Linked DNA regions of Macaca mulatta: region 2 is linked to region 1. A link is a contact called in public Hi-C data. All regions are on one chromosome and are shown on one strand. Each heading gives the region's core, a stretch centred on a gene start, on an enhancer-like site or on the middle of the called end of the contact. The rest is flanking DNA. Distances are from core to core; before and after follow the strand shown.

Region 1 (3,266 bases), core at 455-2,954:
CTACAACTGCCTACTCTCAGTCCAGTATGAGTGTCAGAACTCCTAAGCAGGACATGACTGTTACTTACTATCTAGGGCACAGACAAATATCAATGTCCATAAACATGAATCCCAGTCTCAACTCACACTGGCAGCCAATCTGATGAGTGGCGTTGAGCAGGCGAACACAGGGAGCTGTTTTATTTAAGGGGATATATATCTTCCTCTCCACTGAGTTTCCCCTGCACAAACCTGATTGGAAGATAAAAAGTGTTAGAAAAAATTGAGAGACACAGGTATTAGCTTCTATCATGTAATTAACCTGATGTATGGCTTGGGTAAATCATTCAATATCACACTTTCTAAAATGAGGTTAAAGTCCATTATTCTTACTTCTTGCGCACATTATTGTAACAGATACATGCTCTACATGGCACTCAGCTATGTGCCTCAAAGGGTTATTAAAAAGTCCATGTAGCGCCATTGACAGTGACACTAAAAGAGAGAAAACTTGGTCAAAGGAAAGGTGTTTGACCTTAGATTTGCCAAATTCTGGTTGCACAGGTGATCACACTTCTGCTTGTATATCCTGTATGTATATTACTAACCGGTTAATACAAAGGTGCTGGGCTAAGAAAACTTTCTGAGACACTTTTCCAAGAGTGTGAATAGAATTGAGAGAAACCTTATGACATACACTGGTCAGTTAATTTAACATCAGTAGGTCATTTGTGTGCCCACAGTGTGGGGCAGCTGTAGTTTCTCCTTTGAGGATCTTTAAAAACAATGTGAACTAGGGGAAGGCACAGTCATAGTTATATACAGACATTTGCATTTTAGGGCGTGACCAACTAAAAAGCCATGTATCAGTAAATAAACGCGTATAAGCAAACAGTCAAGTATATTATAAATGCCAAAAGTTCCTTGAATCGTTACTTCACGGTTTGGACAGTTAAGAGTACCCATATCCTACCTTATTCTTGCTTTACTGATTAAAAAAACAAAAACAAAAACAAAACCTGAGGCAAGGCAGAGGGACACAGACTTTGGGTGTAACCAATAGAGGAAGAAATAAGAAATCTACCTTTTAAGCGCCGCACAGCACCCACAGAACAAGATTGCTTTCGTCTCAAAAAGTCTAAACGCGGGGAAGAAAGCTAACTTTCACACCTGTTTCTTTCGACTGTGGGGTGGGTGGCTGGGGTTGTGGGAAAAACGAGGCATCTGGACAAAGTGGGAGAGGGTCGAGTTCGAAGTCCAGGAAGAGGCCTAGAGAAGGGAGTGAAGCGACACGACATGCTGCGGGGGAGAAGGGACCTTTAGGTCCAGGCAAAGGGGGAACTTCTGTCGTGGGAACGAAAGAGAAAGAGGATTTACAGGGTGGGGGGACAGAGGGGCAGCAGGAACCAGAAGGGAGACAGTGGCGCTCGCGGCTGGGCCGATCCGGAGAGTTCCCTTTAGAGAACGGAGCTCACGGGTGGGGAGGCCTCACCTGCTAGTAGGACGCAGAAAGACAGAAGACGAAGGAGACCCCGACTTCCCGGGTCAGCCCCAGAGCCACCCCCTGCCGTGGCCATCTTGCCTCTCTGCTGAGCGGAAGCCCCCGTTCGGCTCCTGCCGGGTAGCGGCCTCTCTAGGCTACCACTGACACCATCTCTGTGGCCCGGAGCCCAACAGACCGGAAGTTCGTGTTTCCAGGAGCTTCCGGAAACCGCGGCAGAGGGTAGCTGACGTGGAGGCGTCCGAAGGGCAGCAGGGTGTGTCGGGGCTCGGATTAAAACATCGGAGTCGGAGACCTGAGAGATGCTAACCAAATTCGAGACCAAGAGCGCGCGGGTCAAAGGTAGTGGAGAAAAAAAAGGGGAACATGGAGGTTGGATGTCAAGAGCGGCGCAGACACCGGGGAAGAGAAAATGGGTAGACGTGCTGGCCGAAGTGGGCCCACTAGACGGACCCAGAGGAAGACGGAGGGTGGGAGAGAGGTTAGGCCTGGCTAGCGGTTCTCCAGTCCCCTCTTCTTTGGTGTGTCCTTGGGCTTCGATTTACCTATAAAGTGGCTCCCACACTGTAGGTGATTCCTTAGACCACCTCCCTATTCTTTCTTCTCCCTTTCTCTCTTTGCTGTGCTCCCAACTTGTATTGTTCTGCTCCAAAGGCCCTGTGACCTGTTGACTTTTTGATTGTGTTATATGGAGTGGCCCTGGGGCTTGAGTCTCGATCTCTGTTACTTGCACCCGAGTCAGTAGCTTTTTTGGAGACGTGTAGTGGCTACCTCACTTAAGGAGGCCTTGGCTGCAGCATCTCAACATCAGTACCTTCATTCGGCTTTATTCACTACCCGGAAGTAGTACTTTGAGGCTTATAACCCCAATAAAGTCTCAGCTTGATAGGGTTGCCAGATAAAATGCAGGACACCCAGTTAAATTTGAATTTCAGGTAAACAATGAATAGTTTTTTTAGTCTGTCCTTGCTTACCAGAAGTTCAAATATATCTGGGCATCTCGTATTTTTATTTGCTAAGTATGGCGACTCTAGAGCTCGAGTGTGGGTCGTTGGGGGTGGAGGGCAAATACTGAGATCTCAGTATTAACCTCAGAATGTTAAAATGTGAAAGGCAGAGAGAAGTAAGGTCTCCAGAGACCTGGAAAAAATAGTATCTAGAGTATGTAGTAAGATGCAGCGTAACAAAATGGTTAGTCTTTGAAGTGGTTGGTCTTTGAAGTCAGATGGGCTTGCTTTGGAATCCTGAGACATCCACTAACAAGCTGTATGACTTGGGTGACTTAAGGTCTCTAAGTCTCTATTTCCTCATCTGTAAAATAGTCTTTTATAGAAAGAATTAAAATGAGAAAGTATGGAATGTATTTATTACAGCACCTGGTGTAGACTCAGTAGTGCAAAAAGTGGAGGCTGCTCTCAATGTGTGAATATATTCTGAGCAGTTTCTAAGTCTCTTGGGAAACTTGACCTTGAAAGGTGGGTACCATTAAGAATTTCTGAGACCTGTGTAGGTGAAATGGGTCTTCATAATCTTTCAGTTTTCTTTTCTGCTCCTAATTTCTTGCTGGGCAGTAGAGAAGGAAAAACAAAGATGTTGTAATAATTGAGGGCAAACATCCATTGTTGAGTGTACTTATATATCATAATGGAAAAAAAAAAGAGAACCTAATGGAAAAATAGACAATTTAGAAGAAAAATTGTAAATGTTCAATAAATAATTAAAATAGTTCCACCTCACTAGTAATGAAAGAAATGCAAAAAAAAAAAAAGTGAAGTTACTTTCTTGG
Region 2 (3,266 bases), core at 377-2,876, 58 kb after region 1:
CACTACTTGTGGTCAGAAGGAAACAGGTTTTGCACAGATACGATTTTACAAGTCTGTGCCCTGTCTGTGAAAGACATAGTAAGTGCTTGATCTGGTGCTTGATGCAGTACTCAAATGTGTGTTTGGGAAGCTAAGCATGAAAGCGATGAGGTGACTTAACACAGGAATTTTTTTCATTTAAAATTCTTACCTTGTGTCATACTTACTGTGTGTATATCTCATCATACCTGCGGCTCACCTCCACTTAGCTACCTTACAGCAGGGGGTGGTCCTGATTTATCTCTTTGTCCTTGCTGTGCCCAGAACAAGACCTAAATAATAGGTGCTCTCCAAGTGCTAAAACAGATCTGTATGTGAAACAGTTGCTACATTCTTACAGATCTGAATAGAACAATTCCAAAGGAGGAAAGGGACGTCTAGAGTTACCTCTATCTGAGCATCCCCGGTGTTCACTCAGTTGGAGGTTGGGTTCTGTGTGGAGAAAAGGAGATTGGTCAGGGAAAGCAAGTCTATTACTAACTACTACATTCTAATTGCCCTGCTCAGTCCAAGGTCCCAGATGCTCTCTTTCTAACATTGAGTTCTAAGTTCCTGGCCCTGTGTCCTTTAATCAAACAGTTCTAATAGAGAATAGGAAATGAGAGATGCCACTAGATTGGGCAGACAGATGTGCCTGATTAGGGACTGCAAGAGCAAAGAGTGGCCAATGAGTGCCTACTAAGTTTTAAACCCTAGCCTAGGAGTTGGGCTTTACAGCAGCGAAGACAACAGACGAAAATCTTCGCCTTCATAGTGTTTAAATTCTGCACGGTGGGAAGCGGAGAATAAACAAGCACGGTAGATAATATGTCAGATAGTGTTCAGTGTTAAGAAGAAAAGGAATGGCCAAGTAAAGTGTTTCAGAGAAGATAACATTTGAATGAAATAATGAAGTGAAGCCGGGCGCAGTGGCTCACGCCTGTAATCCCAGCACTTTGGGAGGCTGAGGTGGGTGGATCACCTGAGGTCAGTAGTTCGAGACCAGCCTGGCTACCCAGACTGGCCAACAAGGTAAAACCCCGTCTCTACTAAAAATACAAAAATTAGCCGGATGTGGTGGTGCATGCCTGTAATCCCAGCTACACGGGAGGCTGAGGCAGGAGAATCGCTTGAACCCAGGAGGCCAAGGCTGCAGTGAGCCAAGATAGCGCCACTGCATTCCAGCCTAGGCGACAGAGCGAGACTCCGTCTCAACAAAAGAAGTGAGAGAAAGTAGTATGTTATGTACCATAATTGTCATATCAATCATATATGTATAGATTCTGGTTATTTGTAGGCAGTTTGTCTCAATCTAGCCTACTCATAGCTCAGGAAGAAATAATGAAAGAGCTTCGCCAGGTAATTTGGGAAGTTGAAAGGAGTCCGGGCCTCTAAAACCAGGCAGAAAATAACACTATCTTATCCTTAATTCTGTGTTTCACAGGCGAAAGGGGAAAAATACCCAAAACAGAAACTCAAAGCTTCCTGGCCCTTTAAAAATGGCGGTTCCGCACTGGCCAACAATACCATTGGTTGCCCGAGGCAGAAGAGGGCAGGAACGAAGGGGTGGAGGGCGTGGCGGCGCCGAGGGGTCCCGCCTCCTACGGCAAGTCGGAGGTAGCAAGATGGCGGCCGCTGAGGAAGACTGTGGTGTCGGGGCAGAAGCAGACAGGGAATTGGAGGAGCTTCTGGAAAGTAAGAGCCCATAGTGGGAAAGGCCCGAAGAGGGCAGTTGTGAGGACCCATTCCGGGCGTTAAGTGAACCTGAGATATTAGGGACAGGGCGGGAGAGGATCTCCAAAGGTTAAATGGGGGCGGAGAGTCTGACCGCGAGCCCCCCAAAAATCTCTGGGTCATCCTGCCCCACCTCCGCGACTGGAGCTGGGGAACTCACCTGGGGTCCCCCAGTGGTCCAGATTGTGGATGTTTCCGCAGGACGGCGTTTCATGATACCTCTCCAAACTCCTCTTTCTTTAGGTTACTAAGTTCTTAAAGTCCGACTTCAGCAGCAGCAGCAGCAGCATTTGGTTCTTGTTGGGTAGCGAACCACGCACTCACTGATTGCTTACATTAACTCCTAGCAAGCTCGTGGCCCATGCTGCTGCGCCTCGTCCTGCCTTCCTTGACATGAAAGACACTTTTTTCCTCGTAGTCCTTTTCTCTTTCTCTCGTTAGGCCCCTTAACAGTTCTTTCATCTTGTTAGTAGCTCAAGCGGACTCCTTTCCCTTATTTTGAGAAACTGAGGATGTGGCGATTTCAGGGGAAAGCAGTTCACCCTCCTGAAAGACGGTGGATGTTTTCTTAGCATTACTGTCCACTCCCCTGTTGGCTTCCTGCCCAGAGTGGGGCCAGTGCTCTCTCCCTGGGCCTGGCAAGCAGAATGGTGGTGAGGACACAGGCTTTTCAGGGCAGAGGTGAATTTGTAATCTCTTGCTCAATCACAGAGATGTGGGCAGGCAGAAGAATGAACAGAAACGCTGAGGAGTGCCAAGTGACTGTAAATTAGCCTACGGTTATCTGCAAAGATCAGACCAAAAGGAGCTCTAGGAGGTTGTGGGAGAGCACTAAACTGGAGAATAAGAGAAGATAGTTTAATGCCTTACCATGGAATGTAGTATGTGGTCCCTCAGTCTGTGCTGGTACCAGTACCAACAGGAAGCTGGGTGGGATGTCATGTGCCTTCTCACCAAGTTATTCCTTTTAGAGCTCCAGAGTGAGTTCAGAGGGATGAGGACATCTGTGTTCTCTACTCCTGTTGGGTATTTATTTGTATGGGATTTCTAGGGAATCATTAGGTTGTGGCAAGGGAGACACTATAGATGGAGATGTCTCTGCAGAAATTTTTAATCCTCTCCTCCCAGCTCTGAGATGGATACTTGTTCCACCGTCAGGGATTTCTTGCCTTTGCTCACAATAAATTAGGTAATCTGGAAGGAAGTAGGAGGCTCATTGAGGGTGGTCTGGGGAGGTGGGGGCCTCAAGGCGGAAAATTGAGGAAAGTTGGCAATTTGAAAAATCATATTCCTAATGCTTTGCCCAGAAACCACCCAGCCTTGCTTGCATCCTCATCTGTCGCCAACACACACACCATGTCTCTTGTCTCTGAAGGTGCTCTTGATGATTTCGATAAAGCCAAACCCTCCCCAGCACCCCCTTCTACCACCACGGCCCCTGATGCTTCGGGGCCCCAGAAGAGATCGCCAGGAGACACTGCCAAAGTATAAATTCCACCCCCTGAAGGGATAGG

Evidence for each region. A called contact is a pair of places that touch in the nucleus more often than the background predicts.
Region 2: a contact with region 1 is called in a Hi-C map of blood, with 2.0 times the contacts expected there. The contact joins the promoter of PEX19 here to the promoter of COPA in region 1. A contact is called at or near these places in 4 of 14 Hi-C or Micro-C datasets (blood, cortical neurons and liver).

Annotation. Positions count from the first base shown.
Region 1 is chr1:106,543,698-106,546,963 of T2T-MMU8v2.0, forward strand. It overlaps COPA (COPI coat complex subunit alpha), which reads left to right and starts at 1,705. Exons shown (of 33, transcript XR_013396053.1): 1 at 1,705-1,822. It overlaps NCSTN (nicastrin), which reads right to left and starts at 1,638. Exons shown (of 17, transcript NM_001260780.1): 1 at 1,472-1,638; 2 at 127-231. The coding sequence starts at 1,556.
Region 2 is chr1:106,602,048-106,605,313 of T2T-MMU8v2.0, forward strand. It overlaps PEX19 (peroxisomal biogenesis factor 19), which reads left to right and starts at 1,627. Exons shown (of 8, transcript XM_077941069.1): 1 at 1,627-1,713; 2 at 3,128-3,237. The coding sequence starts at 1,644. It overlaps LOC114670148 (a long non-coding RNA gene), which reads right to left and starts at 2,403. Exons shown (of 3, transcript XR_003719637.2): 1 at 1,913-2,403; 2 at 427-471.